3 separate regions of the Mus musculus genome follow, and regions 2 and 3 are each linked to region 1. The links are chromatin contacts, called in public HiChIP or PLAC-seq maps. All regions are on one chromosome and are shown on one strand. Each heading gives the region's core, a stretch centred on a gene start, on an enhancer-like site or on the middle of the called end of the contact. The rest is flanking DNA. Distances are from core to core; before and after follow the strand shown.

What was found. HiChIP or PLAC-seq counts read pairs in DNA pulled down with a chosen protein or histone mark.
Region 2: an H3K27ac HiChIP or PLAC-seq map of T-cell acute lymphoblastic leukemia shows a contact between it and region 1, with 6 times the contacts expected there. The contact joins two enhancer-like sites. A contact is called at or near these places in 4 of 484 Hi-C or Micro-C datasets (B cells, the C2C12 cell line, embryonic heart and 1 more) and 2 of 115 datasets of contacts at active chromatin or transcription factors (T-cell acute lymphoblastic leukemia and double positive thymocytes).
Region 3: a contact with region 1 is called in an H3K27ac HiChIP or PLAC-seq map of T-cell acute lymphoblastic leukemia, with 6 times the contacts expected there. The contact joins two enhancer-like sites. A contact is called at or near these places in 4 of 115 datasets of contacts at active chromatin or transcription factors (T-cell acute lymphoblastic leukemia, double positive thymocytes, embryonic basal ganglia and 1 more) and 1 of 9 other capture datasets (embryonic stem cells).

Annotation. Positions count from the first base shown.
Region 1 is chr5:36,003,898-36,007,594 of GRCm38.p6, reverse strand. Afap1 (actin filament associated protein 1) reads right to left here. Exons shown (of 17, transcript NM_027373.2): 17 at 3,673-3,697. Among named protein-coding and RNA genes, the nearest start is that of Gm52811, 79 kb to the left of the region's middle. Within about 2 kb of position 1,289, at least 36 of the 459 cell types and tissues checked have an H3K27ac peak or open chromatin away from gene starts, as enhancers often do. A contact at or near this core is called in T-cell acute lymphoblastic leukemia and double positive thymocytes, where this site is marked.
Region 2 is chr5:36,413,899-36,417,955 of GRCm38.p6, reverse strand. No RefSeq gene overlaps it. Among named protein-coding and RNA genes, the nearest start is that of Sorcs2, 18 kb to the right of the region's middle. Within about 2 kb of position 2,750, at least 64 of the 459 cell types and tissues checked have an H3K27ac peak or open chromatin away from gene starts, as enhancers often do. A contact at or near this core is called in T-cell acute lymphoblastic leukemia, where this site is marked.
Region 3 is chr5:36,443,333-36,447,030 of GRCm38.p6, reverse strand. No RefSeq gene overlaps it. Among named protein-coding and RNA genes, the nearest start is that of 2210406O10Rik, 20 kb to the left of the region's middle. Within about 2 kb of position 1,825, at least 30 of the 459 cell types and tissues checked have an H3K27ac peak or open chromatin away from gene starts, as enhancers often do. A contact at or near this core is called in T-cell acute lymphoblastic leukemia and double positive thymocytes, where this site is marked.

The sequences.
Region 1 (3,697 bases), core at 40-2,539:
AAGAGCACCAGAGACTCCGAGTAGTGAAGGTGACGCAGTTAATTTTATGACCTTACAGAGTTGTGGGTCAGCCTAGAGAAAGGGCTAGAGTGGCTGGTGCACAGATTTAGTGAAAAAAAAAAAATGGTAGTCTTTATGTTTCTCATCACAGTTCCCTGCCCCTGTGAATGCATTAGCCGAGTTCTTCAGAGAGGTACAAACTTCAGTGATCTAACATAATCCCTACCCCAAACTCCCAATCCTCCTGAATCCCACGATTCCCTTGTTTCTGCTCCATCCCATAGCTGCCTGTGACTTTCCAACCTTGGATAAACTGAGAGCAGAGCCAGGCAAGCAGGCACCAGCTGGGAGCTAAGGAGGACAGCGCCCAGCGCCTCCTGTTCCTGCAGCTGCCTCCTGGGCTCTGGGCTCTAGATATGCCTCAATCTTAAAGTGGACCAGGAGGAGTTGGTCCTTACATTGGTGGGACCAGGGGAGGTAAGAGATGAGAAGGGAGAGAGAGCCCTGGGCAAGAACTAGATCAGGTGAGGGACATGGTCCCATAGGCCCTCAGGTCAAGATGGGAAACTAGGAAAGGAGCCAGGACCTTGTGGCTGCAGTGAGAGTGTGCTCTGAAGACAAAACCACTGGGACTCACTTCTGGCTGAAGAAAAATGTCACTGAGTGCCTAGTTTGGGGCCTGTCAGGGTGCTGAGTAAGAGACAGGCACGGTCAAGCTCAAGAGAACAGACAGTGTGGAAGTGGAGTATAAAATGCTGGAGCCCCACCAGTGCCTAATGGGCCCATGTGCTGCTCCTGGGGAGAGGGGTAGGCTGGGACAGGACAGCAGCCAGCTTACGAGTGAGTCACACCACAGTGAGGCCACGGAGATCAAGTGTGGTGGAGCCCAGAGCAGAAGGTACCCATCTGCAGGACAGGGCAACACAGGCAGATGTGCTGGGCCCATTCCCAGGACAGGGCAACGCAGCCAGATGTGCTGGGCACGCTGTATTCTTAGGAAAGTCAGAAGTGAGGTGGGGATACTGAGGAAGCAGAAGACAGGAAATTATCTGGGGAAGAGAGAAAAATGGCCATGGGGGTGGGGCAAGCAGGAAAGTCGGCAAAGGGAGGAGGGCCTCTACAGATTTGGATCACAGAACCGAGTGGAGACCACCCTAACTATGGTGTTCTGAGCTGACAGAGTGGTGTATGTGTGTCCTCAGGCTACTGAAAGGCTGCAGCACCTCCAGACTCCATGCCTTCTTCCCGTGAGGTCTAGAGGGTTTGATCAGATCACGTGGCCAGCACAGGAAGCCCTTTGGTGTGTTTTGGTGCCTTCTGCTCCGCCTGTCAGCTATAAAGCAGGAGTACTGCCTCCAAATATAGACATAAGAGACAAGATGGCCAGCGCACCCGTAGACAAGAACTACCAAGGGTCCCCGCATCTGGTACAAGAGACAACCAGAGATGTTGTCATGGTACAGTGTGCCTGGACCATGCAGGGTCAGCAGCAAGCATCGGGTGGAGTGGTCCAACCTTAGTTCTAGGATGCAGGCAGTGGGCTATGATAATGAATTGCAGTTTTCCAGGCTGTGTGAGTTCTTTGCCCTCCCTGTGTGTCAGCAGTCCTTGTCCCACCCTAGCCATGTATCTCAGGTGGACATACCTGCAACCAATTGTGCACTCTGTAAGCCCACTAGAGGGACAGACTGTGATCTCAAGGCTGCTGGGCATTAGACATCACCGCTTTGTAGGTCCCCTACGGGGTGTGATATGAGCTTGGCCCAGTGACATTCTAAGGCAAGCCTATGCTGTGTAGCAAAGGGGATAGAAGCCTCTCTCATGCGTATAGATTTGGGAGTGGTTTCCCTGAGCTGTGCTGTCAGCCATTCAGGTGCCTCCATGATCCCTTAATCTCCCTTTTCAATCATTCCAGATACAGCAAACGGATTGGGCATATTGGTCTTATTAGACCCCCACTTTGCTCCTCAGAGATCCAACCAGCAGTATGTCTTATGTGTAGCACTCAGCATCACATCTGGCAGACCGCTGAGGCAAACATCCCTTAGAAGCAGGGGGCACAGGCTCTGGATTGGCCAGTCTGCACAAGAACAGTCACTTGGCATTTCTAGAGACAGGTGGGCCTGAAGAGAGCCACACTGTGGGCCAGCTAGACTCCTAGAGGGGAGGCTTGCACCCTAGGCAGGAAACAGCTGCTCTGCTCTGCCTGGTGCTTACGAAGGGTCCTTGTTGGGGCATTCACCATGTTCCTGTACTGCCTGGCTCCCACCTTCAGCTCAGGAGGAATGCATACCTGTCTCCTCCCATGGAGCCTCTATCCCAGATGTGCCTCCCACCTGAGCTCTTGACTGCCTTCCCATGAGGAGAGAGGTGTTTTTAAACAGCCTTATAAAACCCATGTCTCTGTCACAAACTTCCCAAGTCACAGACATCTAATAGTGTTTCCTGCGGAGGCTCCTGCTGTGCACCTAATAGGCTCTGTGACAGCGGGTTACAGACTATAAGCCACAGCACAAGTACCCTAGGGGGCTCTGTGGCCAAGCACTCAGTCATCCTCTGCTTTAAATGACACTGAGGAGACCCCTCATTCTCATCCAGCCCACCGGGACTCCAAAACCAAAGACATCACTTAAAAACTGGCTCAGTGACACTTGGCCAATGCTTAGGTCTCAATGGATGACCCTGGACAAGTGAGGGTAGGTTCTTCCTTCTCAGAGCCCCAGGGGCCCCCACAAACTGAATTTCTCTGATGAATAGCTCTGTGACCTCACAGTTGCCCTGAAGTCTGGGTCCCATCTCCAGATCCAATGCAGTAAGATCCTCCATCACCTGTGATCAATGGCTGGGCTGCGCCCATTACCCAGTACCTAAGCCATGAGTGGCTCGAATGGACCTCCAGGTTAACCCATGCCCCTGAACACCACCAACACATACATCCCTTACCACACTCCCCAGAAACTCAGACCCAATGGCTCTCCATCCAGATGCCAAGCCCAGTAGTAGGTCCTAGACTCAGCTCCTGCTGGACCTATCATGCTCTCTCCTCTGGGCATCCTTCAGGGTAGCAGTCCCCAGTGTGGGCAGGACCTCCCTGGGCAGGTTCCCACCTCTGCTCTGATGCTTGATCCACCAGCCAGCCATCAGCTGGCATGTGCCCGTGGAAGCCCTGAGAAACCATAAAGGCTCCTCTCCACTTGACAGGACGTCCCACAACTTCCCCAGGTCCACCCCAGTCCACCTCAACCCTCTTCTTATGGTCTCCCTGTCTCATGTTGGGCTGTAAGCAGTCATAGCCTTTATTTAAATGCCACTGCCTAACTCAAAGAACCCCCCCACACACACAGAACTCTACTAGGCTTCAAAGCTGCTGCCTCATCTACAGTTTCTCAAATCTCCATGCAACGTTGCCCACCAGAGTGCATCTGTGTCTGCTGGTACCCTGAGAGCAGGCATCCAGGGGATTCATTCTGTTTCCAGCGCTTGGCACCAAGTTGGGAGGTGAGGAGGCAGTGATGGTGTCTACTGAGTTAAATACTCAGGTCTCAAACCACTCGGAGAAATCCCCAAGGTCCTCTAAGACAGAGGGTTTCCTGTGTGTTACCCTCCCTGTGCACCGGTGAGATGCAGCCCCTCCCACCTGTCGAGCGATCAGAAGTGACGACTCAGACAACTACGGACATCTCCTGTGCCATGAGCC
Region 2 (4,057 bases), core at 1,501-4,000, 410 kb before region 1:
TGATTTTGCTGGCTGCAAGCAGCCTCTGGGAAACCCTAGACCCCAGCTCCCCCTCCGCTGGCCCTGTCACACTGAGCACCAGCATGGATGAGGGGGAATTGTATGGTACGAAAGGCCTGTGCTTTGGAGAGGATAAACCGCCCTCTAAATGCACATTATTGTTATTTTTATTACAGGCATCAGAGCAAAACCACTGGTTCAAAGGGGCTAATTTAGTTATATCAGGAATAAGAGCTACTTGAGTTGAAAACTCATTCTCCTTGGTGATATTTGCTTTGGGTATAAATCAAGAGAAGGGCTTTTAAAATATTTTTAGTACAAATGTATTTCAATCACTCGGTCAGTCACCTCTTAGTATGGTTACTGAACAGGCTCCCGGGAAGAGAGAAGCTGGCTGGCTGTGGAGTTCGACAATCCTCCCCTCTCTTCACACAATATTTGATTTCATTGATCTGAAAGAAGAGGAAGGGAAATTGCTGGTTTACGGAAAATCGGGGGTTCTGCGAGTGGCAGAGGGCACTGTGGTGGACCTGACCTCAACCTAGAGTTGGAAATTATTCTGGTATTATCAGTTGGGGACTCCATGGAAGTTCCAGCATCCAGCATGCCCTATTCTAGCCTTGCATTAAGGTCAAGTGTCCACGGAAGGCTAAGTTCCTTAAGTCATGGTGGATAGCCATGCCACATGGCTGTTGATGTTCCACGTGGCAGACATGGTTAATGAATCAGGCTCAATTTACCACTAAGCCATGATCTCTGACTGGGAGCTCCAGGCAGATGGTCTTAATGAATCAACCTTTGAGATCGTTGCTATTGGTTGTCAACTTGATTGGATTATGATTGTGGGACACCTGGAGGTGTAGTGAAATACATTTCTGGGTGCTTCTGTAAAGATGTTTCCAAACCAGGCAGGAACACGCCTTTAATCTCAACACTCAGGAGGCAGAAGCAGGCAGATCTCTGTGAGTTCAAGGCCAGCGTTGTCTACAGAGTGAGTTCCAGGAGAGTGAAAGAGACATAATGATACCTACCATGTCTTAATAAAAGCCAAAGGGGATAGGGAGAAAAAAATGTTTCCAATGTTCATTGATGACTTCAGCATCTAAGTTGGCTATTAGAGGAGGCCGTGGAAGATGGGGCCTGGTTGGAGGAAGTAGGTACCTGCCTAGGGGTGTGTCTTTGTGGGTGTATCATGCCCTGGCTCCTTCCTGTTATTCCTCAGTCTCCTGGTGCCACAAGGCAAGCTGCTCGGCTTCTCTGCTCTGGTGTCTCTTCAGCTGTGATGTCCTTTTCACCACAGGCCCAAGGGATGGGACCAACATCTGAGACCTCAGAAACCACCGAGAGGTGGAACAAGATCGTCCTCCCCTTAGTTGTTGCTCAGGGAAGATTCTGCCTGACACACTCTCCCAGCCTTGAAACATGCTGGAGCTGGCAAGGAAGAGCTTTAAAGTCTGAAAGAACAATCTGCACGGTTTGAGAGGCATGGGAAGGAAGGCCAGTGAAGTGAGAGCTGGGATGCTGAGTTAGGAGGATTGTGAGATCAGGCCAGCCTGTAACTACACAGCGAGACTGTCTCAAACCAACAAAAAAGAACCCACAAGTTGTAATTAAAATATACACATCACAGAACTTCCCGTCCAGCCATTCCTAGCAGGTAGTCCAGTGTCATCAGGCACAGTCACATAGCTGTGAGAGACAACAGTTAGTATCTGCTTGTCTGTCCATCCATCCTTCCATCCATCCACTTACCAGCCAACCCATCACTCACCTGTTCATTCTCAAATGTCTGTCTATCATCATCATCATCATCATCACCAGTCTATCAATTTATCTACCTATCATCTATGTATCATTTATATATCACCTAACTATTGATTTTCAATTATCAATCATGTATCTGCTATCATTTTATCTATCATCTATGCATCATTTACCTATCACCTAACTATTGATTATCAATCATCTATCTATCTATCTATCTATCTATCTATCTATCTATCTATCTACCTACCTACCTACCTATCAATTCAAGAATGGTATTCATTACAAATTACAGAGGTTGTGTAACCCATGATGTGCCACCTGCAAGCTGGAGTGCTGGAAGAGCCTGTGGTGTTGTGACATCCTGAGAGCAGCCACTCCGGCTGATGTAGACCCCAGTCTGGGTCTGAAGGCCTAAGTCATGGGAGTGCCAAGAGCAGGGATAGTCACATCCTAGTAAAAGCAGGTGGCAGGGTCCTTCCTACTTCACCCACTCTGTCCAGACCCTGGTCCCTGGGATGCCATCCTTCTTCCCCCTGGAGTGTGTGTGTGTGTGTGTGTGTATGTGTGGCTGTAATCATATAGGATTCTCACCCAGAAACACTACCACAGATACATCAGGAGCCATGCTGAAACACTTGTATGAATTTCACTGTCACATGGACACGAAGTCACCCATCGCAATGGGGAGGCTGTCATGTCCTGCTATCATGGAACTCCATTAGGAAATCCCACCAGGAGACACTGCCCAAAACCTGCTCTTCTCTTTGGCTTGCCCTGAAAATGTGCTTTCTTCTAGCTGTGTGTGTGAACTTCTTAGATATGGAGGGAAGCAAGCCCACAGTCCTCGGCTCCTTCTTTTGATGAAGGTAAAAGCTTCCTCCATGAGTCCTCTGTGCCTTTCCACAGACTGCACACCACAGGGAGCAGGAATTGACTGACAGCTTCCATCCATCATGAGTCACTTTGTGTGGGAGCATGCCACCTCCCTGTTTCCTGTCATTCTGATTGCGGTAGTTGGTTCATGCAGGAGACCTCTGCTGGCTCTGGTGACAGAAGCCTCTTGAGAAAAGCAGCAGAGAGCTTGCCACAAGGAAATGGGGGCAGCAAGCTGGCAGGTGTGGCCCTCGGGCCACTGCGCCACATCTGAGTCTTCAGAAAGGATAAAATCACTTGCCTTGTATGCCTGCTGGCCTCAGGGCAGGTGCTCTGGCTGACAACTCAAAGCCTTGCTGAGGCTCTGGCCCAGACTAATCTGGTTCCTCTGAATAGAACTGGCTGAGGCTGAGTCACTGCTGGGGTGTGGGGTCCTACCTTCCTATCCTGTAGCTGCCTTTACAAATGACCACAGCGTTCTGTCACAGGAGAGAAGGCTACAAGTCCAAGGTCAAAGTGTGGGCAGGCAGACTCCTGTCTGTGAGGGAGTCTGAAGAGGCCGCTGTCTGCCTTCTGCTGCTGTGCTGCTGAGGTCTGTGCGCCTCAGACTGTAGGCACACTACACCAGCCTCTTCACTTGCTCTCCACAGGCTTCCCTCCAAGGCTGCTCTCTCTCTCTCTCTCTCTCTCTCTCTCTCTCTCTCTCTCTCCCTCTCTCTCTCTCCTTCCCTCTCTTACTGCATATATGTAGTATGACATTTGCTTGTGAAAGCACACACAGGAATGCTTGAGGACAACCCAAACCTTGACCCAGGGCTCTCATCTCTTTGCTGTTTGCATCTGCAAGTTCAGGGGACTCTACTGTCCTCATGCCCATCTCGCTTACAAACATGAGGTGGTTTAAAATAGGAATCACCCCCATAAGCTCATGTAGTTGAATGTTTAGTCATTGGGGTGCAGCACTACTTGAGAAGAACCAGGAGGCGTGGCCTCATTGGGGAAAGTGTGCCAGACCCAGTGGCCTGCTGTTGCTTTCTGCTGCCTGTGGATCTGGGTGTAGAACTCCCAGGTCTTCCAGCACCATGTCTGCCATGCACACTGCTACCCTTCCCACCATGATGATAACAGACTAAACCTCCAAACTGTAAGCAAACTTTATACAAATTGCTGTGGTCATGATGTCTCTTTGCAGCAATAGAATTATGACTAAGACAGCATTTTAGGCACGTGCTTTCACATTGGGCTTCACATAGGTTCTGGGGATTTGAACTCAGGTCCTCAGGTGTGTGAGGCAAGTGCTTTAACCCACTAAGCCATCTCTCTAGCTCTCTTTCCTATGTTTTATAAGGCCATGTGATGTCAGGGGTTTAGGATCCACCCTGAACCAGACTGCTTGAATTTAACCTTGAAATTCCTA
Region 3 (3,698 bases), core at 576-3,075, 440 kb before region 1:
TGTTACATTGTGTTTCCCAGTCAAGAAGCAGAGCTTGCTGGAGCATAGCTTGCTTTCTCCTGTTTATTCAGTCTGTGACTACAGCCGGTGGTGCTAGTCTCACAGACAGGCCCCGAGGCATCTCCTATGTGAATTTGAATCCAGTTAGACTGACGGGGGAGATTCACCACTATAGGTTTGCACCCAGAACTGGCATGCTGCACATCATGGAATTCTACGGGAGAAAGGAGCAGACTGACTTCCAGAGCAACCCCCACATCCTTATTCCTCCTGGCCTTGTGGACTCATGTCATTATATCCTTTTGGTTTTGATCTGTAGCTCTCTGCTGGCTAACGAGCAAGCCCAGCATCTCTTCATAGGCCTCTGTAGAACACCTGCCGAGGTCGCTGTCTCTTTATGCCTCCATTGCAGGACTGCTTTAAGCATTCTGATAAGATCTCTTGGCAGATGTGTGCTTTAAAGTGTTTCCTCATTGTCTTCCTGCTCCCGAGCTTGTCCTTTGATAAGCAAAGGGAGCTTTGGGTTTGATGAATCTCCTGTGCCCTTCACTTTTGTTGTTGTTGTTACTGCTGCCGCCCATGTTTTTGTTTCTGTGGTGGTGTTAAATCTGAGACCATGATGATGCAGCCCTGTGTCTTCTCACTGCATGTGTGTCCATCACTGGCCTGAAAGCTTGCCAATTCAGCCTGGCTGGCTAGCCGGCAAGCCCCAGGGATCCTCCTGTCGCTGCCTCTTGGGTGCTGAGATCACACACATGTGTCACCATGCCTGGCTTTTCCCACATTGGTTCTGGGGATCAAACTCAGGGCCCACTGTGTGTGCAGCAAGCACTTTACTGACTGTTTCTCTGGCTCCCACCCTATGTCTTCTAAGGGCGCGTTAGCCTGTGCTTCTCCAGGCAGCCATCTAATCCCCTGTGAGCAAACCCAGCAGTTCCACCTGGAACACTGAGAGGGTCCATCCTACTGCAGCTTGCAGAGCTGTCAGGGTAGGGGGTGGGCTAGGATAGAGCTGCGTCAGTGTTGGGGAGTACTCAGAGAGGAAGAGCCTAGGTCAGTTGCAACAATCTATGAGCTAGCTTCAAAGGGCAACTGAAAGACAGCCACAGGTGTCTCCTTAAGGGGCTGCAATAGGATGGGAATGGGCAGGGAGGGTCTTAAGAAGGAAGGCTTTCTGTCTTATGGAGGCTAGGCAGGAACTCTCAGGAGTTGGAGTCAGAACCAACTCCCCTCCCCCACCTACCCAACCCCTCCCCCAACCTCTACATAGGGAAGAGCTGGTGTAGGCTGGGGAGTCTCTGGTAGTCAGATTGTAACCAAAGATCCAAAGAGCCTCTGCCCAGCCTTGGGCCTCCGTGGGCACCCAGTCTCCTGGACCACTCCTTTCCTAGCTCTGGAGATCCTGCTCCAGGCTCCCTTTGCCTGGCTGTTAGCCATCTTTCTATCCAGGCCCTAATTCTGCTGTCACCTCCTTTGAGCCACAGTCCAGGATTGCCCACCCCAGTTTCTCCATGTCCCCTGTGTGCCCTGCTTCCTCCTGGCATGGGCACACTGGGATTTCCTTGCTTTCCCCTGGGCGGCGGGCGGCTGCCCCAGGCTCTGACGGAACTGTTTTACCTTCTGTCCTCCCTCATCCCCGCTTCCTTGCTGGGAGCACTCACCCCCATCACTTTGCTGATTCCCTCATACTGGGATAATTGCCGAGCTGGCAGAGGCCTGGCAGAGCCCGATGCCCTGTTGAGTCCAGCCTCCTTCTGCACCCCCTGCCTTCAGTTCCTCCAAGTCAGCCTGATTTACCGGTCTTTCTGGGCCTATTCGCCAGGTGTCTGGCCCTGTCTGGAAACAAATGCTTTGCCTTGAGGTGATAAACGGGGCACAGTGGGGCTCAGCTTGGAGCCAGCGGGTGTGAATGGTGCAGCCTGCCTGCCTTCACTCTTACTGCAGACTTCAGCCAAGAAAGCATTTAAAATACAGTCCTGATTTTCCTTTGTTCTTGGAGCTCTCTTCACACACTGTGTTTTGAGAAATCAGTGCAACAAGTCCTGTTCACTATGCCCTTAAGCCAGAAAGAGGAGACCCTTTTGGACCCTCAGTCTGTATTCCTCCCAGAAGGCAAATGTGCACCTTGAGGTGATCATGGCACGGGGTATGGCCTCTCAGGGCTCAGGAAGAGCAACCTTGTACCGTGCTGCTTTGTGTCCCTGGGGGAGGTCAGGTGTCCTTGGCTCAATGTGGCCTCCCTGGGGCTGTCACTGAATTGAGCTGTTAGGTACTCTGCCAACATGGTGCCAGCCGAAGGAAAACCCACGCAACCCTTTCCTGCTGCTCTGCACTGGAAGCCCAAGGCCTTTGAGGGGGTTGATCAGGACCATGTGTGGCCTGCAGACCCTGCAAGGCTGAGCAGCCAAGGGAGCTGGATGGCAAGGTGAGGACTAGGTATTCCCAGCCACACAGCACCTTCCTCTGTGGCTCCTCCTATGGTGCTCCTCTTGGCTTCCTCTGAGCCACCTTAACTGGGCTTCTTCTGGGGCACTGGATAAGGCTCTCTTAACCTTCTGAGCCTTAGGCAATGCCCTGGTGCTAAGTGAGCTGGTGCCCACCCCCTTGCGGTCCGACTGTGCAGGCACCCTCTGCATGCCTGTGCGCATGAGAGTGCACGTATGTTTTCTGTGCAAGGGCATGCACGCATATGCTCTGTGGACACATGAGTGGAGAAGTCTGTATGCATGCTCTGTGCAAGCATATGTATGAAGGCACTTACGTGTATGCACATGCATGAGATCACATACATGTGTGTTCTGTACATGCAGATGTGCAGGGTGGAAGCTTATGGCTCAAAAGTGGTGTGTCTGGGAGTCAAGCTGCCAAGGAGTAAAGTTGTGACGGTTGGCGTTAGCATTAGTGGTCAACTTGATAGTCTCTAGGTCACTGGGGAGACAGGCCTCTGGGCATGTCTGTGGGGGGTTTCTTGGTTTCAGTAATGGAGGTGGGAAGAGCCTCCCATAGTGGGCGGCACCATCCCTGGCTGGGGCTGGACTGTCTGTGTGGAGAAAAGGAACTGGGCAGCAGCAGCAACATCACCTCAGCTTCCTGACTGCAGATGTGGTGTGAGCAACTGCTTCAAGCTCCTGCTGCCTTGATTTGTAGCTTGATGGTACAAGATACCATGGTAGACTGCACCTTGAACTGTGAGCTGAAATAAGCCCCCTTCCCCTGGGTTGCTTTCTGTCATCGTGTTTGTCACAGCAACAGGAAAAACAACAACGACAACATCTAAGCACTGTCCTGCCTAGGTTACAGCATGGTCCTCCATGTACATGACTGTTGGGTACAGGGCTATGGCACAGGAGGCTTAGGACCTGGGATGCTTAGTTCAAGCCTTGCCTCTGCCACAGCAGGCTACCAAACCTTCAAAGTTCAGAACACCTCTGTTCGCAGCTTCTGTTTCTCTATAAAGGGGATTCCCTTCACCTCTATAGCCCAATGGAAAGTCTATGGAATGGAGCAAGACAGTGATGGACGGAGTGGCTCAGTATCTGAGCCAATGGGTCCACAGATATCCCCTCTGTGTAAGCGGAGCCTATGCTGAGCTGCCCACTGGGCAGCCTTGTAGTTTGTCCTACGGAGTGACCCAGAAGCTTGGCCCCAGCCTTATTCTCACTGGGCCCATGTCCTGGGCTGGAGCCAGAACTTAGGAT